Regions from separate parts of the Mus musculus genome. Here all the other regions are linked to region 4. The links are chromatin contacts, called in public promoter capture Hi-C maps. All regions are on one chromosome and are shown on one strand. The core of a region is the stretch at or near the end of the contact, and the rest is flanking DNA. Distances in the headings are between cores, read along the strand shown.

Region 1 (6,034 bases), core at 1,843-4,342, 240 kb before region 4:
GATGCTTTACTTGACCATTTAGGACGAGCACGTAAGTAAGTGAATGTCTATAATTATTCAGCAAACAGGTTGATTTTGGAAAAGTATGCTGATGTTAGCCTCATATACAACTGTACTGATATTAGAAGGGAATGTGAATGTACATGTTTCTAGAAGAGAATACTTTTCAATACACAAGCACTCTATACATCCCATGCTTAATGCTGAAATTCAGGCAATGATGCTATGAAATAACTCAATTTTATGTTCCTACATCAAAGTACCTACCTATTCATTCTTTACTGAAGGGCAAAGTCCTTGCTATGTTTGTATAGCTTTGTCTCTCTAAAGAAATCTCCCCCTAAGGTCAGCTTCCTCTTCTGTCCCCAGGAAAGGCCTAGGAAATCTGACAGAGCCAAGTTTTCCTAACTTTTCCTTTTATTGACTCTCTTCGAGTGCAGCAAGTCCTCAGCCTTCTCCTGACTTCCAGGTTCATTTGCATCTAAGCTTGATGATGCTAATGCACAGCAGTTGAGAGAGCACATGTTGAGAAGTGCTGGGACCAATCAATAATTCTTTGTCTAGTTTAGCACAATTCATATTAGTGCTAGGGAATGGGAGAGACCAGAATATCAACGTTGCATTGGGAAAGTCCAGAAATTAGTCAGCATAACTCTGGAATTCCCAACTTGATATTTAGGCATCTAAAATCTGGCAAAGGGATACATCTTAGCTATTGTCTGACATGAGGGTTTCATTGCTCAGCAACAGTTTGCCTCCTTCTGCCTAACCCATAAGAAATCTGCAGAAGAGACATCTTCCTCGGTAATGGAGTCTGATCTTCAAGCTCTGTTCAGTCAGCTGTGGATTTAGGCTGGAATACATTTTCCCAAACTGGACAAAGTGGGGCATTTTATTGGCTTCACTGTTTTGGATGTTATACATTTCAATTCTTTAATGGGTGTCTCATCTCCAACCAGGTATGATAAGAACTAATGTATCTCTTTTCCATCTTCAAAGATAAAACTTGACCAAGTAAATAAGGACAAAGACAATCACAGAACAGGCAAATCACAGGCTAGGGATGAAACATAGCAATTAAAAGGGCTTCTGTCCACCTGACAACTGGACTTTGATCTCTGGAACCCATCGTGGAAGAGGGGACTTGAGTTCTATGTGTGTGCACAATGTGCATGCCTACACTCATACACACATCACACACATTAATAATAAAAATAATGATAATGATAATAATAAACAATGTATGTAAAATTACTTAATTAAAGTAAGGTTAAATGACCAAATTCTATATATAAGGGGTGACCCTGGGAGGGAGAAAATTGAAACTGTCACATTCTTTATCTACAGGACCACCTTAAATTCAAGTTGGGATCTGAATGATGGATTATATAAAATATACTAAGATTTAAAAGTAGTTTTATTTCTTCAGATACACCTGAAAAAGGTTAGATCCAACAGTACTCATCTAACTCCTTTCTAAATGTTTGAATCTGTTTCCCACCCCCAATCCTTATTGGCTTATCAGAAATAAGTAACAATGATAACCACTAGAGCAGTTGCTTTTTTATTTCCAAGCTAATAGGAAATGATATTTGTGAATGTATAATACAAATGTCCATAGAGTAGTCCCAGCAATGTGTGCAGTAAGTATCTTGCTCCTGATGTGTAATCTCCTGGAGAAATCAGCCAAGAATTGAGCATTACATGGTCTCTGATAGAGAGCTGACATCCACACTTAGTTTCTTGGCAGCTTATCCATGGTGGGGGAGGGGATCTTAACGCTGCCAGCTAGGGGGGGTGGTTTGTTAACTGGCCATTTTGAATAAAATGAAACAACACCTCCTAAGCCTCTCAAATTAAAACAGATCAGCTTAAATTTAGCTGTGGTCTGGGCTTTGGGCAGCCAGAATCTGAGAGCTTAGTTAGTGTTGATACAGTAGTGATACGGCACAAAGGAAGTTCAGGAACATGAATGATATCCTCTCATGATCACTCTACCAACAAGTAATATAATATCTGAAATGGTTCAGTGAGCTCAGTCATTTTCTGACTGGTTCCCACATGCGGCCTGTCATTCTGGCGTCTCCCCTGCCTTCTTATATAGCATTTGAATATTTTTTTCTATATTTACTACTTTGTACATTAGCGTTTCACACTTTCCTTCTTTAATTTTGAAGGAGTTGCTCCAAGGATTACAATATACATGTTTAAACAGTGACTGCCCACTCGGAATCTATACTGACTCACTGATAGAAATACTTAAAACCCTCCGGGAGCCCGTGCGCATGCTCCTTCATGTAGACCCTGCTCATATAATGGCAGAACTTTCCTCCAGTATTTCCTCTGTCTTTCTGATGTTACATATATGCCATCGAAGCAAGCATTTCTGATTTGGTTCCCAAGGTCTGTCTAACTGAGAATCCCAAAGGCAATTCTGCAGCATTCTTAGGTATTTTGAATAACAGACTAAAGATCGTGAGCCTGAATATGTGTATGTTTACATATAAGGCCAAGCTGCTGGGGGAAAAAATCATTGACTGATACAGAAACAAAGTTGAACTGATAGGGAATTTTCAAAACCAAACATGCGATCTTTAGTCTTTCTAAAAGTGCTTTTAATGTCTCTGTTTCATTCCTCAACTTTCATTTCCCCAGCCATTCATGGCATGCCAGTGTGTCTCTCCTCCTTAGGGACCATCACTGGAGTTACAGAAAGTTCTGGGCTGCCACGTGGGTGCTTGGGACTGAAGTCAGAATCTCCACAAGAGCAGCAGGCACTCTTGAGTGCTGAGCCACATCTCCATGTCTGCAGTTTTCAGAGAAGCAGGAAGTGCAACGGTTCTAGTAAAGAAAGTGATTGGGCAATCCCAAAAGTTTCCAGGAGGGGGGCAGTTGTGAAACTCTTCCATGCAGTTCAGAACGAAGAAAACAGTTCATTAGATATGATTCCTTCTGCATCCTCTCTCTAAAGAAAAGCACATTGCTTCATCCCCAACAGCCAATCAGTTTATCAGAGTCAGGCACTGATACCTAGAGTGTGAGGAGTAGGTGCGGCCGCCGCCCCAAGATGGCGCTTGGAAGGCTGCCAGGTCTTATGACCTGCTTCTGACTTCCTCATTACCTCAGACTTAGCTACATCCCAGCCGCCTGCACTGCGCAGATGCCATGCCTCTTCAGCTCGCCTTGCTGTGAACCAATGGACTGCTGTTACGTGATTGGGGGGGGGGGGGGAGTTGGGGGGGTGATTTGGAGGAGTCAGTAGTGTATTTAACGTGTCCGAATTCCCTTTCCTCATTGCAATAAACCTGCTTGAAGACAACGTGGTGTTGCGTCTTTCCTGCTGGTCAGGGTGGATGTGACACTAGAGCATGGTCTTTATCATTTTTGCATCTCATAGCAGAATACCTAGCAGACACAAGCTAAGGGAAGGGGAATATTTTGCTTTACATTTTTAAAAATCAGAAACAGTGAGTTAAGTGTGTGTGTGTGTGTGTGTGTTTGTGTGTGTGTGTCTGTGAGTGTGCACGCGCACGCGCACGCGAGCATGTGCATGCCTGTGGAAATCAGAGGTCAATGTTCCGGAGTCAGTTCTTCTGTTGTAGCTTGTTAGGAAGGCATCTTGTTTCTTCTTTGATACATATTCTAGGCTGCTGGCCATGAGCTTCTGAGACATTGTCCTGTCTCTGCCTCCCATCTCAGCACTCTCGTGCTGAGATCAGATACGTGTTGGTGCATCTGACTTTGTTAGATGGGTCGCAGGGACTGATGGAACCAAGGACCTCAGGCTTGCTAAGCAAGAGCTTTTACCCACTGAGCTGTATTACTAGCCCCAGCGCCTTAGCCAATTACACTTTAAAGTTAGGGTTGAAACACTGACATGACTCATAAATGATAAGAAATAACGATACAAAGTAGCTTGGCTACTTGATAAAGGAGTAAAGTTCTTAAGACTTAATTAGTCACCTGGTTATTCGGTTAGGCTCTCAAGCCATATCTCTAGGATAGCAATGCAAGCAGAGACCACTCTTGGTCTCCCATAAAGAATGTCTGTGGGAGGGGGGAGTTACTTTAAATTAATGACTTAGGTATTAAAAGTAAGATTAAACCTAAAGCCCTATCCATCGTCTTGAAAACTTTGGAAAGAGCAGCCCCGTCATAGAACGCAACTTGTTAAGAACTTAGGTGGGTCAGCTAAAGGTTAGGAAGCAATAAAAAATGTTCCTGCGAATTCCATCTGACCTTGGCAAAGTTGCTTTAGGCTTTGTTTGGTAAAAATAAACTCCGTTCTCCTAATTAGGAAGCAGTTTTTGGAACCTGACAAAAATCCTAATGTTCTGGGGTCAGGACATATGTGGCATGTGGCCGCTGTTTCAGTAAAGCTTGAAGTTACTGAGAGAAGCTGGTGACGGGAATTCTTCTGAAAACAACAACAACAACAACAACAACAACAACAACAACAACAACAAAGCCCCAGAGACTATTATTATTGATTTCTATGGATCTAAAGAGTAGGAAGATATGCTGCTGGTTTTCAAGTTATTTTATTTTATTTATTTACTCTGAGAATTGCGTTTGTCTGTGCAATGTATATTTCTCACATCCCCCTCTCCCTCCAACTTCTCCAAGACTCCTTCATTTGTTTTCTAACTCTTGTCTTCTGCTTTTTCGTTGTAATCCGCTGAGTCCAGTTAGCACTGCCAGGATGCCCAATATAGCATGATCAACACCCTTGAAGAAAACTGAACCTCTGTGCTCAGAAGCCATTATCTGTCAATAACTTTCAATTAGCCTATCCATGGATGCTAGAACACACCACAGACACACACACACACGCACACGCACACGCACACGCACACACCACACACGCACACACGCACGCACTGCCAGAAGAATTTGTGTTATGTTTGCTGTAGAGGAGACAGAAAAAAATAATATCTCTGCCCTTTCTCCATTCTCAGTATTGAGATAAGCCAGAAATCTCAGATGCAGAGAAAAGAGCCCACAATAGCAAGGGCCTAGAGACCAGTGGGGCTTCCTGAAAACACTTCTCTGAACTCTGAAATGAGCAGAATTTAGACCCTGACTGCTTTTCTCCCAAACTAAAAATTTCATGAGGGTAAGAAATTTGAAAACAGCTATCACATTTATTATTTAGCGTGTCTGTGTGTCTGTGTATCTGTATATGTGGGTAGAAATGTGAATTCGAAAAACAGAAGACTACATGCAAAAGTCGATTTTTTTCCACCACCTTGTGAGACCCTGGGATTGAACTCCACTCACCAGCAAGGAAGTGTCATCTGCTGAGCTGTCTGGCAGATACTTTTCTCTGTTTTCTTCATTGTTCCATCTTCACAAGGGACCAACCCGTTTATCAATGGGTTCTTGATCAATAGTCTCAAAGAATGGTCAACACCTGGTGTAATCCTATCCTGCTCAGGTAGGAAGAGACAGCATCAATCCTTGGCAATCCACAACTTTGGAGCCTCGACTGCTTTGGAGTTCTCTCTTCCCTTAGCCTTGAGGTGTGTTTGGAGTAGAATTAGCATATTGGATTAGCTCTGCAGTGCTAACTCACAGAGACACACAACTGGAGTTAGAGGCTTAACCCTGAATGCCAAGGCTGTAGCATGGCCAATGTCATGGTGTAGGCCTCATTAGGGGTTATTTCACTGATTCCCCAACTGACTGCCATCCAAATCCAAACTCTCCCTCAGACTTGAGGCCAAAACCAAATTGCCCCAACACCGAACCTTATGTTCCCTTCCATATGAGCAGTCTACCACAGACTATCATCCTTAATTAGTTATAGCAATTATGTAGTGTATAAGGAAATGTGTTAACAAGTTACACTGTCACACATGGCAGTAAAGGCAAGAGATAATATATAGTCACAGAAACACAGCTTGAATGAAAGACAGTATATTCATTCATCATAAAGATCATGTAAAATGGAGGAAGACAATCATATTTAAATGCCCTTTATATTCTATTTTTGATTTCAGAAGTCTGTAATTTTAACTTCCTTCATCAGTAA
Region 2 (5,735 bases), core at 1,476-3,975, 180 kb after region 4:
ATACCCTATAGAATTTTTGAATTTGAGGTGACCCAAACTCAGAAGACAAAAGCCTTATGCTTCCTCACATGCAGATCCTAGTCTTTACATATGCATTTATACACACATGTAAGTGTGTGCAGAGTCTAAAAAAACTCAAAAGGAGACCAAGAGAGGGGACAAGTAGGTACCTAGAAAGGATGAAAGGTAAGCAAAAGGACACAGGAATACAACAAGAGGTAGATGCTGGGGCCACCACACAAGAGAAGTTAGGGGTAGCAGAAAGGTGGGGGGAATGGGTTGGGGTAAGAATCACTAAAACAAATCATTCAAAATGCAGTAATGATATCTAGTATCTTGTATGCTAATTTAAACTTATTTTGTATCACTGACAATAAATTTCTTTTCTAACAGATCGTTTTCCTACTGCTTTCATGTTTTCCTTTCAGACAATACAAGTTTCAGAGCTGGATCGCTTGGTCCTTTCTCTTCTTGTCACCTCCCAGTTCAAAATGCTTGCACCTCTTAATGGCCAGGATGCTCTTGGATCTTCTGTTGGGTTCAGCACACTTAAGCCTGAGCACAAACTTCTTTGTGGTTTAGGCCATCTTTTGGGAAATTGGCTTTGTTTGCCCATCGTAGCCACTCTGCTTGCAATAATAGCACCACTACCCTTGGGTATACAGGGAATCTTTGCCCTTCTTATACTGGGTAACTTTGTGAGGCTGATACTTGCCACATGTCTTACAAAGAGTCCTTTGGGTTTTAGGAACATTGGCCATCTTTGCAGTAGAAGTGTCTGCGATGAAAAAAGAGACCCAGAGTCTGTGATGGCCACCTCAATTACCAAACAGCAGAGGGCTAATTTAAATTTTTTAATTAAAAAAACAAACACCAATATAGTAAAAGCAATAACTAAAATCTTGTGAAGTCCCCTTCTTCTGCTGCTTCTTGTCTGGAACTAAAATGTCTTATCATCTTCTCCTAACTACTTAGCCTTCAATCAGAATGAGTTGTGAGTTAACGTACATAGCCTCATTATCAAAATGGTTGAGTTATCCATCACCCAGGATTCTCAGTAGAACAGCATTGACTGTGGGGCTGGGCGAGATTCATCCTGTGTGGCAGGATGCTTAGAAGCATCTCCAGCATCTTCTCCAAATGTCTCCAGACATTGCCAACAAGCCTTGGAAACCAAAATGAGCCTGACTGCCGACAAGTGATCTAGTCATCAAGTTTTCCAACCCCTCTTCAGAGCCTTCAAATCCCTCCATGGGTCTCCATCGCCCTTATTGTTCATAATTGACGGCAACACCTTTCCCCTGAACTGTAGCCCAAAGCTCCTAAGTGATGCTTCTCCATTAGCACTTAGCTGTCTTCAGCGCATTCTGCAAACAGTGCCTTCCTAGAACAGATGCTGGCATTTCAAACATTTTAGCCTGACTTGCAAGTCTTTGGTGTCCATGCTCCTTTCTGCCCACTGTTTGCATACTTCACTTCAGTCACCTCTTTCTACCTCGTTCAACACAGTCCCTGTGTATTATGCACGTCCGTACATTATAGCTTTTTCTGTGATTCTCCTCTAAGTGCTCGTTTTAATCTCAGATAGTTAGCCATTCCACACCTCCAGGAAATCCTCCTTGACTGCTCCCTTATTGCTCAAGACAGGAATGGATGCTTCTCGTACTCGTCCTCTACATGTGGCATGCTCATCTGTGGTCTGGCAACTCCCTTTCCACTTGTTTGTATTGTCCACTAGACGTTGCGCTGTGACAGAGGAAGACATATATGTCTTAGTTCACACTAAATTCCAAACATCTAGTATAGTATCTGTCATGAATTGGGTGCTTATAAAAATTGTTCAACAGAAGAAGACAATGAAGGAAGGTGAAAGAGGAAGGAAGAATGAAAGAAGGATGAAGGAAGAAGGAAGGAGGGAGGGAGGGAGGGAGGGAGGGAGGGAGGGAGGGAAGAAGGAAGGAAGGAAGGAAGGAAGGGAGGGAGGGAGGGAGGGAGGGAGGGAGGGAGGGAGGGAGGGAGGGAGGGAGGGAGGGAGGGAGGGGAGCCCCTTGATAGAGAATCTGACTGGAATGTAAGGAAGTGAAAGGCTCCACTGGAGAGAGAGGAGGAAGATAGGGTGGCAGTGCCACCAGAGGGCACTGCAGAGGCAAGCTGGAGCATCCAAACAGGCTATGAAAACACAGAATGAATCACCACTATCAGTGAAAAAGGTGCAGAAGTGACAGTAAAGAGTAGTTGAGAAAATGGCAAGATATTTTGAAATTATAAACCAGTCTCTTCACCAAATCGCTCTGGGGAACATAATATTACTGTGCTGTCCCTTGTGATTTCTTAAAAATTTTGCTTTGCCTTTTTTTTAAATTAATTAAGTTATTTATTTATTTTACATCCTGATTGCAGTGTCCCCTCCATCCTCTCTTCTCAGTCCCTCTCTCTTATCTCCCATCCATCCCGCCATCCATCTCTCCTCCCCTTCTCCTCAGAGATGAGGACGCCTCCCATGGGTATCAGCCAGCTTTAACATAGCAAATTGTAGCAAAATCAGGCACATCTTCTTCTTTTATTGAAAAGAAGCCCAGTAAGGAAAAAGGGATCTGAAGGCAGGCAATGTAGTCAGACAGCCCCTGCTCCCACTTTAGGAATCCCCTATGAAGACCCAGCTGCAGAACTGTTGCATATGTGCAGAGGGCCTAGGTCAGACTGATGCATGCTCTCTGGTTGGCAGTTGAATCTCTGTGAACCCCTGAGGGCACAGGTTATTTGATTGTTTCTGAAATGAGTTGACTAGTCCTATCAGTAAAACTTTGGATCTGAAAATCATTTCTGGAAAGTTGAGAACCTTAGTCAGAGGTCAAAGTTCAATGACCACATCCACCTTTATGAGCATTTCAACACTCATGAAGTTCAGAAAGATGGTTATGTCACTCAATGGGAAGAGGACCAAGTGACAAATGAAAAATAATTAAGTGAAAAGAAATAATACGGTCATTTTTCACCTCTTTAAAAAAGGAGAGAAATGACCATAGAGCTTTCCCGTTGAGGAAGGTTTGTGTTGTAAGATTTAAAATCCAGGGATATCTGAAATAAATTGAATTGTAATAGGAGCACACATGCATCCGGATGCTTGCAATAACAAGAGTCAGGAAAGCAAAGCTCTTATTCCAGATTCATACCCACGGAAACAGTGAGTGAGGAAGCTTGCTGATCTCTCAGGGTTCCAATTTCTTCATCTAGAGAGCAAGCATTTTTATAAGCATGACTCACAAAGATCAGAATGATGCATCTCATGTTGTCTCTTCAGCCTTTGGGGTCTGATAGGACTTGTTCCCCAAAATATAGAAACAGATCACAACCAGTGTCATCACTTATAACCAAACCCCCTTTCTTAAAGATGATCTGACTCAACAGGTCAATGAGCTTTATGACCTGTTAAGCTCAAGCTCACCACTGCTCTGACACTGTCCTAGCTACGCTAAGTTGGATCAAGAACTGACTCACAGCGATGTTGTAGACGACTAGCTAAAATCTCTGTCATATCCCTTGACTAATCCTATAATGTGGTGGGGAATGACTTCACGAAAACTATCTGAAAGCATGCCAACAAGGACAAAGTAAATGCTCGGTAACGTTACAATCACTTCATTTTTATCCTGACTCAAAAGGGTTTGAAAAAATCTCCAAAACTCCAAAGAACTCCAGAAATTTATTTCTACTCAGTTTATTTGAACTCAGGAAATCTAGGCAACACAAAGTCTCAAACCTAGGATATTGTTTTGTTTGAATATTTAAATAAAATTTTTGTTTCTAAAGTAACCATTCAAGTTGTTAATATATGTAGATAATTCATGTAATTGCACTTTAAATATGATCCTTAAGTTAATAATGTATTTTGATAAAGACATCTTAAAGAAAAAAGAAATAATCAATACATAGTAATAAGTAGAAGATATAAATAAATAATAATGACTGCTTTCATTGCCTGTTGAACTTTAAAATTTAAGTTTTTTCAAAGTACAAGGCTAGAGCTGAGATAGAATGTTTAAATGACTTGAGTTATAATTATAGCATTGTTTATAAAAGCAAAAACCAGAAGACGATATAAAATCACATCAATAAAAATGTATCAAATAATTGTAGATAAAAGTATGTGATAGAATTCCTCTTTTTTTTTTTTGTATAGAATAGAGATTATTCAGAGCATGGGGAGGGCAGTTAAGAGGGTAGCAGAGACAGAGAAAGGCAGAGAGAAGGAGAGAATAGAGAAATGGGGACCGGCCATGACCACGTGGAGGAGGGAATTGGGGGTAAGGGGGCAAGAGGCAAGAGAGAGGCAAGAGCATAAGAGCACGTAGTAGAATTCTAAGCAACTATTTTCCAATAAGGTAGAACCTTAGTGGTTGATACATAACAGTCTCAAGAGAAATTATTAAGGGGGGGACAGAACAACATATCAAAAATGATCCTGCTTATGTAAGTAACAAGAATGTACACTTAGGTTAGCTCAAGGTTGAGAAGGCTTTTTGTTTTCCTCTTGAGACTGAACTTAAAAAAAATATCGGTGAGGTTAATTTTAGGCAGTGAAATTGAGTTAGTAAGTAGGGAAGAAAAATATTTTATATATTTTCAACATGTTTGAATTTTACCATCAGAATGCAAGATGTTTTGTGTTAAGGTGCTTGTCCAGTAGATGCTGGTTATCTGTTAGGCAGGTTGCCCTGGTTCGATTCTCTTGCTCTCACATCCAGTCTTCTTGGCTGCTTCTTGATGTGTGACATTTAGATTCCTGGGCTGGCTACATCATCTCACTTTCTTTTCTGCCTTTATTCTGCTTAAGTGTTCTTGTCTTGATCTCCTCTGTTGACTTCAGTCTGGTATTCTGCCTTGACTTGGAGCCATGGTCTTCTTTTCTGGTTTCTGACTGAATGTATGGCAGTTTCGGCATGGTGAAGAAGGGCAGGTACTGGTGCAGGCTGAGACATCTTCCTCCTTCATTTTTGCCAGGCCAAATTATTTCCATCCCTTAAGACTTTACTTCAAGGACTTCTCTAGAAAGCCAACCCTGAATCTCCAGGCCTGAATTTGTCTTGCTGCCGATCATATTTTAATTCCATACTGACCAAAGTTAATATAGCATTTTGATGATCTACATCATGAGCTGAAAAGGCCACCCATAAAAGGGTGACTTCTTTTATTTGACAGGGTGCTGAGTCCCTTGACTATCACCAAAGGTCACCCAACTTAATAGAACTCAAGTCAATACAGGTATTTTTATTTGTATCTCAGTCAATTGTGCATGAGTCTACCATAAGATTGCCAATCAATCTACTTCTTTAGAAGCCTCTAGTACAGAGAGAGTCATATCTTCAATGAATGGAAGATAATCATCAATGGAACAGATTTTAAATGAATTGAAATAGAAACTAAAAAGTACAACCTACAGAAGATAAAAGGTTTTTAGCCTTTAGTGGTAGCCAATGGATTCAACATCCTATCAAATAAGGGAAGATATCCATTTACTGATGGTCTTCCAAACTCCTGATACATGTCATCACACACACACACACACACACACACACACACACACACACACACACACTCATACTCTAAACACTTCTTGTAGTTCCAGAAAGTTCACTGAATGCATACAAACAGTCACTCGTGTGGACTTGTTGGTACAGGAATTGGTGTGCTATCTCCTATGGCTGAGTATCAATAGAACAGAGAAGGTAGAGTTT
Region 3 (5,328 bases), core at 384-2,883, 180 kb before region 4:
GAAATGGTGGTCTTACCTGTGCTCACAGGTGTGTCAGCACTGAGAAACCAGATCTTGATGGTATTTGGGTATGGATCACTGTGGCACAGGATCAGCTCCTGGAACAGACCAAGCTTCCGATTTCATAAATGAAATAAGAAGATATAAAGATGTCATGCATCATGTCTGGCTCAGAGAGTAAATTATAAAATACTTTAGCAAGTTTGGGAGGACAACTCAAGCTTACCCTAGGGGTCTCACCTAGCGCAGATGTGAACCCGGCTTCTGTAAGGGGGTTTCTCCTAGACAGACATTTTCAGAAACTATTTTCTGTTTTTCAGATCTTAGCTTGAGTAAATACATCCCGAGAATTGCTGAAGACATGACAATCCAGGAAGCTAAAAAATTTGCTCGAGAAAATAACATCAAGGAGGGCAAGATAGATGAGATCATGCATGACAGCATCCAAGACACAGCTGAGCAGAAAGTCCAGCTGCTCCTGTGCTGGTACCAATCTCATGGGAAGAGTGATGCATATCAAGATTTAATCAAGGGTCTCAAAAAAGCCGAATGTCGCAGAACCTTAGATAAATTTCAGGACATGGTCCAGAAGGACCTTGGAAAATCAACCCCAGACACTGGAAATGAAAATGAAGGACAATGTCTGGAGTGAAAACTACCTCAGTTCCAGCCATGAAGAGAGGAGAGAGCCTGCCACCCATGATGGAAACAAAATGAATGCCAACTGTATTGACATTGGCAACTCCTGGTGTGTTCTCTTTGCCAGCAAATGGTAGTTGATACTCAGTGAGGGTCAAATGACTAGCAGGTTCCAGGGACTGCTTCTGTTATTCTCTGCAGTTGCTGAGATGAACCATTTTCTCTGTCTACTGCAATTTTTACATTCAAATGTCCATGAAATTTGTATTAAATGTGAAGTGGAATCTGCAGTGTTTGTGTTTATATTCATATACTATGAACTGAGGAGAATTATAAACTGAAACAAATACTCGCAGTTAATTGAAGACCTTCCATTGATGGACAGTTCTTTTCCTCTCTATGTGGAAATGTATAATAGAAGAAATAATTTTTAAATTAAAGTATCTCTTTTTGCATTTCTATTGCTCTGTTGTCTTGCTTGTTATTCCATTTTTCTTTACTCTAGATGACGACTTAAATGCTACCTGTGCAATGAATGAATCTTTAAAGCTTGAGTTGACCTCTTAGGAGGAAATTCCTTTCCAAAGCCTTTTAATAATTAAATGGTTCATTCTATGGCTGTTACTGTCAAGAATACTTTAGCTTGGCAGATGTCTGATATTCTTGAGGAATCTGATGACCGTGGTCTCAAAAGTGCATTTAAGCAGAAAGATTGCACAGCTTGGGGGATTTGCCTATAGTTTTCTCTGAGGTATGACAGTTTTCTCTGAGGTATGTCCTGTCCAGCTTTCTAGTTGGACAGAGCAGAAGGACAAACCCAGTAGAGTTCAGATATGAAACTCCCACGTTTTAAGGTGAGATTAAGCATAAGAACATCCTGTGCCTTCTTTAATGAGTTTGAACTTGAACCAAGAACTCTGAGTCCCTTTGAAAAGGCTTTGTATTGGAGGATGTGAGTCTCTTCCCCTTGGCTTCACCCAGAGGCTCCGGGAATGACCACTCCCACATCAATAACCATGGCTGTGTTCTGGACTTAAAGTGACCTTTTGCTCCAAAGTTACCTTGCTTCAGTGATTGAATCTTTTTTTTTGTGGTACACATCATGAGAAGGAATACTTATGTCACGTATGGGCTGCAGGAAAAAGGACTATGTACAAAAGGAGGTCAGGGACCCCCATGGGCCTTGCATACTTAAACTTCTAAGCATTCTTCATTAGTAACCACAGAGTCCTCTGGTATTTGACCAGGCCCTATGCAGTACTACATTGTTAGTTTCCATATAGTGATCTCGATATGGCATACAGCACAACATTATTTGCAATTATTTCCCGTGCTCTCATCTGAATGGAAGTTTTCCTGCTTGGATTTTATACCAGGGGCTGGAAGATAACTCAGTAGTAGACCACCTTCTTAGCACCCTTAAGGTTCTTGAATCAATCCTTACTACCCAGGTAAATAAGTAGATAGATAGATAGATAGATAGATAGATAGATAGATAGATGGATAGGCAGGCAGACAGATAATTAGGAACGGAAAGGGGAAGTCTACATAATGCACAGTATTTGTAGTTTCTCCCTAGCTTTTAGAACATCAGTCCACTGTATTCTTGTGTTCATTGTTAATGATATGCCCACTTCTGGTCTAAATATTCCTTTCTAGGCAACTCCTCTCTTTTCCTCTAATAGACTCTGAAGGTTCCTTTACCACACTTTCTTGGTGTTCAGCAATTTAACTTAAAAGAGTTCCAATGTGGATTTATTAATCTCTTTCTCCTCCCCCATTTCCCCTCCCTCTTCTCCCCTTTCTGCTGCTTCTTTCCCTATCCTTCATTATCCCTGTTTTCTTGAGATCTTCCTCTGTGGTCTAGGCTGGCCTGAAATTTGTAGTAATCCTCCTGCTTCACCCTCCTAATTGTTGAGATTATAGTAAACTTAGTTTTAACTCATTTGCTAAGCAGTATGACTTTTATTTTATTTTTTATTTATTTATTTTTATTTATTTATTTATTTGAGATAGGGCTTCTCTGTATAGCCCTGGCTGCCCTGGAACTCACTTTGTAGACCAGACTGGCCTCGAACTCAGAAATTCACCTGCCTCTGCCTCCCAAGTGCTGGGATTAAAGGCATGCTCCACCACTGCCCAGCTATATTTACCTTTATCCCTTGAGATTATAATTATACCATCTCGCCTTCCCTTTCCTCTCTCTAACACCTTCATTTCCCTCTTTCAAACTCATGTCCTTATTTTTCTTTAATGATGCTACATGTGTATATGTTTATGTATATGTATACGTATATGTATATATGAGTGTACACGCACACACACGCACACACACGCATGCATATACCATGTCCTTGCTGTTCTGAAGACTTGGATCTTTTCTCTTTGAATAACTCCTGTATGAGTCCCTCAATTCTTTCCTCCCAGAGTAGAGCATCACCTCCTGTAGCTTTTTGAACTTCTCTCTGCTCTGATTGTTTGAAATTATAGTTTTATATGAAGATCGTATGTAGGGAGATGTTTCATTACTCTCCTCAAATTAACCATTCCCATTTTTTATCGTTTTGTCCACTGTTCGTGACATTTCTAATTATCTGTGAATGCTCACTTATACATATGTTTCTGCTTCCTATTCATGGATATTTTAAGGTTACGTGGAAAGCTGTGTCTATCAGTCTCTTTTCTTGTTGTAAACAAATATCTGGCAAGAAGCAACCAAAGGAAGAAGGCTTGCCTTGTGCTTTGAATGTTCAGTCAGTCTATCATGACAAGGAGGCCAGGGCTGGGGGACCATGGCAACTGGTCAAGCTGTGTCTGTAGCAGGAAGGAGAGACCTTGGAGGGCTGGTGCTCCACCAGCCTTCTTCATTTCCATTTTATTCACACTCGGATCCTGGTTCATGGGATGGGATGGTGTGCAGACTCTCAGTGTGGGTCTTCCCTCTTCTATTAAGCCTATCTGGAGCATACCCACAGGCCTACCTAGAGGTGGGTCTCTTAGGTGATTTTAAATCCAGCCAAGGCTACAGTCACAATCTTATTCCATCATCCTACTTTAAGGAGTCTACAGCTCTTCATGAGTCCTTCCTAAAAATACTTTTAAAATTAAATTTTACTTGTGATCTCATGCTGCCAATCATAAACTCACTGTCCTCACATGGCTCCCAAGAACTTATGCATGTGCACTGTATACACATTTGTGTGCACATGTATATGTCTATGTGCACGTACTGAGATGCCATAGAATAAGAGGTATCCTGATTTAGCATCCTCCACCTTATTCTGTTGAGACAGACTCTTACTGAGCCTGGACCTAGACTGGCAGCCAGTCCACCATCTCTGCCTACTTCCCATTACCAAGCTTACAGATACATATGTGCCATAACTGCCTTTTACAGGAGTTCTAGGAATTTGTACTAAGGTTACCTGTTGAGCCACATCACTAGCCATACTCATGTGACCTTCTTGGTGTATTTTTGAATTTGAATTGTAGATCTGAATGACAAGTCTTGTATTTATGTGTACTAACTTCATGCATAGAAGATTTATTATTTATTATTTATTATTTATTTACCAACTCCTCCAGAGACTCCTGTTCTGAGCCAGGATTTCTTAGTATGTTGGGACTTATATCTTTCAATAATTTCCGGGTTCAAATAGATTTGTGCACCAGAAGAAGGAAGTTTGGCTCCCATATTGGTCCAACTTTCTTATGCCATGCGGTGTTTAGATGGAACTTAGTTTAAGCTGTCCTTTGGCACCAACTCTGATAGTTTGTTAGCAAAGGGATTTGACTAAGGCTTTAACTCTGTCATACCTCTGGCTTGTCTTTCTGTTTCCAGTGATCTGAGAATAGATCACACAGACAGAAATTTGTGTGAGGTCATGTGTCACACTTATAAGCTAGCATACATTTTTCTTTTCTTTTTTTTTTAATTAGATATTTTCTTTATTTTCATTTCAAATGCTATCCTGAAGTTCCCTATACCCTCCCCCCACCCTGCTTCCCTACCCACCCACTCTCATTTCTTGACCCTGGTGTTCCCCTGTACTGGGGCATATAAAGTTTGCAAGACCAAGGGGTCTCTCTTCCCAGTGATGGTCGACTAGGCCATCTTCTGCTACATATGCAGCTAGAGACACGAGCTCTGGGGGTACTGGTTATTTCATATTGTTGTTCCACCTATAGGGTTGCAGACCCCTTCAGCTCCTTGGGTGCTTTCTCTAGCTTCTCCATTGGGGACTTTGTGTTCCATCCTATAGATGACTGTTAGCATCCACTTCTGTGTTTGCCAGGTACTTGCATAGCCTCATATGAGACAGCTATATCGGGGTATCTTCAGCAAAATCTTACTGGCATATGCAATAGTGTCAGGGTTTGGTGGCTGATTATGGGATGGATCCCCAGGTTGGGTAGTCTCTGGATAGTCCATCTTTTTGTCTTAGCTCCAAACTTTGTCTCTGTAACTCCTTTCATGGGTATTTTGTTCCCTATTCTAAGGGGGAATAAATATCCACACGTTGGTCTTCCCTCTTCTTGATTTTCTTATGTTTTGCAAATTGTATCTTGGGTATTCTAAGTTTCTGAGCTAAAATCCATTTATCAGTGAGTGCATATCTAATGACTTCTTTTGTGTTTGAGTTTCCTCACTAAGGATGATATCCTCCAGATCCATCCATTTGTCCAAGA
Region 4 (6,052 bases), core at 3,408-5,907:
GAAATAGACATAATAGCATAGAGGATATATATCTGTCCAGATTTGTGAGGGATGATGCTTGTAATAAATATAAAAGGTTGTGTGTGTCTTTTATCTGGGAACTAAATGGTCAAAGGCAGGGTAGAAACTCCAGATTGGGATTAAATATTTTCAACAAAAGAAACACACTACTAGGATCAATGCTCCATAAATATTATGACTCGCTGACTGTTTCTATATAGGTTCTGTGTCGGAAGCTGAGAAGAGTGAACCCAAAGGCAGCAGCAGACAGGACCATTTGCTAAAGCTGATACATGTGTTTCTCAAATGAAACGCTAATGTCTGATAGGTCCAGGTCTGCATCTCTCACACAAATAAGCACATCCATAGATCATAACTACGTACCATATTTAAATTCTTCTCATTGAAGCCACATAGCAGGAAGAAGACGTTTGCGCAAAGCTCCTTCATGATGACGTGGGTGCAAACGTGAATGCTCAGCCACTTCAGCATCGCACTCTGAGGGAGAAATTGCTTCTGTCCAAACATGTCCTGGAAATACAAAGAAACCCAAGAATGGGTCAGCATTTCAACCTGGTGTTCCAGCTTCACATGCCTTCAGAAGTACAGGCATACAAGCATCTCCGCAGGGGACTCCGGAACACCAACATTCAAAACAGGAAAGTGATAAGATATACTAAACCAGATGTGCTTAGAGACACACACGACAAGAAGCCCCCTCACAATGAAAAGACAGAGGAGCTGGGCAGTGGTGGCTCATGCCTTTAATCCTAGCACTCGGGAGGCAGAGGCAGGTGGATTTCTGAGTTCGAGGCCAGCCTGGTCTACAGAGTGAGTTCCAGGACAGCCAAGGCTACACAGGGAAACCCTGTCTTGAAAAACCAAAAAAAAAAAAAAAAAAAAAAGGCAGAGACAGAAAGCTAAGTAAGTTTATAGTAGACCATTATAAAGGGAGCTGACCATGACCATTTGTTGACAGTCCCTAACAGGACTTCTGAGAAGATCCAGAGGCTCCAACTAAGTGTGTTTCCTTCTCCTCCCATATGGGCCTAATCCACCCCCTAAAGGTAGGTTACTGTTTGTTTGTTTGCTTGTTTGTTTGTTTCAAAACAGGGTCCTGCTCTATTGCTCTGGCTGGCTTCATAGTTATATAGCCCAGGCTGCCCCTAAACTCATAGAAATCCTGCTGCCTCAGTCTCCCAGAGGCTGATACTGTAGCTGTGAGCTGCCATGCATGATTATTGCTAATTTATTATGAGCTATTTCATGATGGTAGAACACAGAAGATGTATCATCTGAATCATTGCTTAATTGTTCAGTTGAGTGACAAGCACATTCACGCTTATGCTATTGTCTCTATGATCCTCCCTCGGAATCCTTGCCTCGGTGCCCATTAGACAGTTCATTACTCCTCACCTGCCCTGCCTCCAGCACCACATGTGCTTCTGTTAAGTTCTTCTAGAATATACCCACAGTACCAGTTTGTGAATTATCTCTTAACTTTTGCAGATAGGAACAGTCAACTATAGAAACCACTTGGCCCGCAAGGCCAAATTCACTGGCTCTCTGGCTCTTTGGAAGAGTTGTTTTCCAATTCTCAGTGTACATTGTCCCTAACCAACAGTCAACTGAACCTGTGCACACGTTACAACCGGGACTGCCACTGCATTCTCAAGGCAGATCTTCATGTACCGTGGGAGAGGGGACAGGTCTTCCTTATATGGAATTCAGATGTCTGTCCCTTTGTCGTCTTGCTCACACACACCAACTCCAGGACAAGCAAGAATAGAAAACTCAAATTCTACAAAGGAAATGTGGGTTGTGCTATGACCCCTTAAAAGGCTGACATTTAAGTCTTAACTGTCTGTATTTGAGAATGTTGGTATTTGGAGATTGGGTCTTTTCAGACAGAGGCTGGACCTTCAAGTATCCTTTTAAAGAAGAGAAATCTGGCCACAAAGATGGACATGTACACAGAGAAAACAGTGACTGATGGTGAATGCAGATACTAGGATGATGCTTCTACAAGCGAAAAAGGCCAAAGACGTGCAACATATTTGCCTGTAGATGCTAGCGAATAGTATGCAGAAGCTGCAAACTCAAATGAATGCAGCTGTGCATGCAGTCTGCTTCTCTGCCTCTGAGTGGATGATCGATCGGTGAATAGCAACAAACAACTTTGAGGAAACTGAATGCCCCTGCTGAGCTCAGTACTACAACTGTAACCACTACTCTTTCTATTGTTTGGGCTTATCACTAATCCACAGGATGGCAAAGCAGAGAGCTTCCTTTTTCCTCCCGTAAGGAAAAAGTCAGTTATCCGATCTGCAGTGTAAATATCACACTACTTTAAATGTATAATACTCTATTCTAGTTTCTTCCAGAAAATTTACCCATCCACAGACAGCCTGTGATCCACAGAGAGTCTGTGATCTTTGTCCGTTAAGATTTCTATTACTTGTGATAAAATACTTTTTTTTCTGTTGGGGGAGAAGGCATTTAATCCAGCTTATAGTTCCACATCACAGTATGTTATTTAAGGAAGTCAAGGCAGGAACTGACACTGAACAGGGACCTGGAGGTAGAAGCAGATACAGAGTCCTGCTCCCTGGCTTGCTCCCTCATGGCTTGCTCAGCCTGCTTTCTCAAAGCAACCAGGATCACCTGCCCAGGGGTAGCACCATTAGGAATAGGCTACTCTCTCTTGAATCAATCACTCATTAAGAAAATGCCCACAAAGGCTTGCCTACATGACAATTGAGATGGGGAATTTTCTCAGTTAGAGGATTTCTATTGCCAAATGATGGTAGCCTATGTCAAGTGGACATAAATATTGCCAGCACACTGTTAAATCAATCTTCTGTTGGATCATGTATCAATACCTACAAATAGACATCAATTAGGTCTGAATGATCTCTTTCAGAAACGCAATATAAGAAAGAGTTGGCTAAAAAGGACCAGGAAGTAACCTGGAGACAAGGGCATGTGACATGGAGAGTTAGCCCGTTCACAACTCCCGGCTTAGTGTCTACAAAGTGGTCATTTGATGGGTTAGTAAGTTTTATACTCGTATTTTTCTTCAAAGGATTAGAGGGGAACACTTTGCTGCCGCAAAAGCAACATGTATTTTTTTTAGAGAAGCTAATTCAAATATGTTGTAAATATGGCTCACTTTTTTGTTTGTCTGTTTTTTGTTTTCCTTGTTTTGTTTTGTTTTGTGAGTTTTTGTTTAAACTTTCCCAGTGTGTGCCATAAACCACTCTAGTCTGAAATCATGGTTCCCAAATGCCAGGCCCACCGTCTTCATCAGAATCACAGAGAATGTTTTAAAAACACAGATCCCTGCCCGGCAGTGGTGGCGCACTTAATCCCAGCACTCGGGAGGCAAAGGCAGGCAGATTTCTGAGTTCGAGGCCAGCCTGGTCTACAGAGTGAGTTCCAGGACAGCCAGGGCTACACAGAGAAACCCTGTCTCGAAAAACCAAAACAAACAAACAAACAAACAAACAAACAAAAAACGCAGATCCATGATCCCCACTCCAGAATTTACAAAATGTAGTATCAAAGTGGACTGGGAGGAGGTGTGACATTTCTACATTGACAAAGCTAACTCATAAACTCTAGGGAACAAGCTAGACTTAGAACATTCATTCCTACAGCAGCAACCACATTCCCCTGTCTCTACTCTAGAGATGCCCCCCACCAGCCTGAATGTCCACAGCAGTCCAGCTAATTAATAGCAGGTCTTTATAATCAAAAGCTGTCTATGGAACACTTAATAAGAAAATCAAATCCCAGGCAAGCTGTCCCTGGGAGATAAGCAACATGCAGAACAATCTATAGAATTGGATACCATCCACATTGAAACAAAACGATACATCTCTCTTGGTGCATCTCTATGTGCATACATTCATATGTGGCGTCTGTAGGCAAAGACCTCTAAACCGAGTAATCCTAAAGAAAGGACTTATGGAGGTGGCCTAGTAGTCAGGAAGTACGTGTAATTTCTAAAGTGTTTGTAATGCAAATCAGCACTATTAACAAAGACTGTCAAAACAAAGTTTTATCAGCATGTTTGCTGGTGCAATGACTTCCTACCACAACAGTCTGACTAAATTACTGTAGCTCTTTATAACCCAAAACCTACCAAGTAGCAGTTAAAACGACAACGAAGCATAAGACAGTGATTCTTCCACCTCAGTAGCTGTCAGGTTTTGAGATCAGAGGAAAGTACATCCTTCCTGTGAGAGACTTTCAAAACGGCCTGAGAGGGGTGGGGAGCTTTGTTACGCGTACCTTGAAGTAATGAGTCACTTAATATCACGGAGACGTTCTAAGAACCAAGTTCTCAAGCAATGTGATCATTGTGCAACTCTCTCACAGTAATATCCTTACACAATCCTAGGTGGTACAGGTTACTTGACACAGCCTCTTGGTACAATCAAAAGACGTGGTGAATGTGAGACTCACAAGTCCACTGCTGTCACATCGTGCTACGTGCCTTTGCAATAAGCATTTTTGCAAGACCAAAGAGTACATGCTACGATAATGATTAAAAGGAAAGGGGATGAATAAATCAGTAGTCGGTATTATCAAGTATGACATTATTCTGGCTTGCTTTTAGTTGCTGTTGTGAAACACTAACCAAGAGCAAACTGGGAGAGAAAAGGCCGTAGTTCATCTTACACATCCAGCTCACATTCCATCATTGACAAAGTCAGAGAAGGAGTTAAGCTGAGAATCACTGAGCTTCTCACCGATTCACACACACAGGCTAATGCTTGGGCAGCTTTCTTATACAACCCAGGACCATCTGCCCCCAGATGACACTGCCCCCAGTGGCCTGGGACCTCCTGTATCAATTATTTGTCAAGACAATCCCCTACAGACACGCCACAAGTCAATGTGATTTAGATAATTCCTCAATTAGGACTCTTCTTAAATGATCCTAGGCGGTGTCTAGTTGGCACTTACAGCCAACTATGACATAAATAACGTGCAAAACTATATGGCTGACACTTTCAGATAACTCTTGTCACCATAAATTATTGTATACTAGCATCACCACAAATTGTGAATTGTATGTTAGGCTATGATGTCATTAGTGGATAGGTAGTTTTCAGCTTCACTGTAATCTGTTAGGACCACAATCCAATGCACGGTTTCTCATTGTAAAAAACCCATTACAGGGCTGGAGGTATGACTCAGCCACTAAAGGTTAGGCTCACAACCAAAACATGAAAATAAACCCACGTACACAGCATATGACTGTTGATAATGCTGTATAGGATTTCACATGCATTTGTGTCTATATATAATACATAAGAGAGGAATAATGGACTAATCAGTCTTAAAGAACTCATACTCCTTCTCCTGAGTGCTGTTTCCCCCTCTGAATACAGCTTAGAGTTGCATAGCTTTGGGGCTAAGCACTAATATGCTTACGGGTCATATTCTAAAATATGCTCTATTAAGATAATGTCCTAGATTGTATTCTGCATGGCTAGGGACAGGCACATAGGAATGGCACATATCCTGTCACCTACCTCCTGTCCACTCCTGCACACCCTCATGCCCTATGGATGAAAAGCACTTAGAACACTTAAGGTACCTTTCCAAAGACTTCCTTGTACCCTCCTTGTACAGTGGGTAGGGAACTGGACGAACATGTTCACTAAGAAAACATGCCACTGAGTGTTGAGTTAACGGGACAGACCCCTAGCTGCCTCTGTGGTGGAGCGGGGTGGGGGGTGGGGTAGGTGAAGGCAAGCACACCCACTGATCTCGTAAGAGCAGGTACAGAGGACACTGCCATTTCTCCTCTAATGACCAATTTCTCAGCTCAGAAGAGAGTATCTGAGGAGAAGCGAAACTGGTGGGGCCCAAGTACCTTGAGAAGAGGGTCTGGCAAGCGTCCCAATTGAAGTAGCGGGCCTGAAGCAAAATTGAGAGACAACACGGGAGCCAAGACTAAAAACATTTTAATCTTCTTTGCCAACTCAGGCATCTGTGAAAAAGCTATGAAACCTGCAGAGCAAAAGAAAGAATTAGC

Evidence for each region. Capture Hi-C pulls out chosen DNA fragments and counts their contacts.
Region 1: a contact with region 4 is called in a promoter capture Hi-C map of adipose tissue. A contact is called at or near these places in 5 of 39 promoter capture datasets (the C10 cell line, embryonic stem cells, liver and 2 more), 1 of 484 Hi-C or Micro-C datasets (bone marrow-derived macrophages), 4 of 130 datasets of targeted methods (bone marrow-derived dendritic cells, bone marrow-derived macrophages, double positive thymocytes and 1 more) and 3 of 9 other capture datasets (adipose tissue, liver and pancreatic islet).
Region 2: a contact with region 4 is called in a promoter capture Hi-C map of liver. A contact is called at or near these places in 1 of 130 datasets of targeted methods (pancreatic cancer cells) and 2 of 9 other capture datasets (adipose tissue and liver).
Region 3: a promoter capture Hi-C map of adipose tissue shows a contact between it and region 4. A contact is called at or near these places in 1 of 39 promoter capture datasets (embryonic stem cells), 59 of 484 Hi-C or Micro-C datasets (3T3-L1-derived adipocytes, the AML12 cell line, B cells and 36 more), 7 of 130 datasets of targeted methods (CD8 T cells, a beta-TC-6 cell line, bone marrow-derived dendritic cells and 4 more) and 3 of 9 other capture datasets (adipose tissue, liver and pancreatic islet).

Annotation. Positions count from the first base shown.
Region 1 is chr19:34,267,464-34,273,497 of GRCm38.p6, forward strand. Gm31355 (a long non-coding RNA gene) reads right to left here. Exons shown (of 4, transcript XR_386664.1): 2 at 5,281-5,429. Among named protein-coding and RNA genes, the nearest start is that of Gm31355, 7.7 kb to the right of the region's middle.
Region 2 is chr19:34,682,921-34,688,655 of GRCm38.p6, forward strand. The region is part of intron 2 of Slc16a12 (solute carrier family 16 (monocarboxylic acid transporters), member 12); the gene reads right to left. It also overlaps the pseudogene Gm46654. Among named protein-coding and RNA genes, the nearest start is that of Ifit1, 45 kb to the left of the region's middle.
Region 3 is chr19:34,326,673-34,332,000 of GRCm38.p6, forward strand. Fas (Fas (TNF receptor superfamily member 6)) reads left to right here. Exons shown (of 9, transcript NM_007987.2): 9 at 321-1,098. The coding sequence ends at 652. Among named protein-coding and RNA genes, the nearest start is that of Fas, 39 kb to the left of the region's middle.
Region 4 is chr19:34,501,119-34,507,170 of GRCm38.p6, forward strand. Lipa (lysosomal acid lipase A) reads right to left here. Exons shown (of 10, transcript NM_021460.3): 6 at 5,891-6,027; 7 at 385-531. Among named protein-coding and RNA genes, the nearest start is that of Lipa, 23 kb to the right of the region's middle.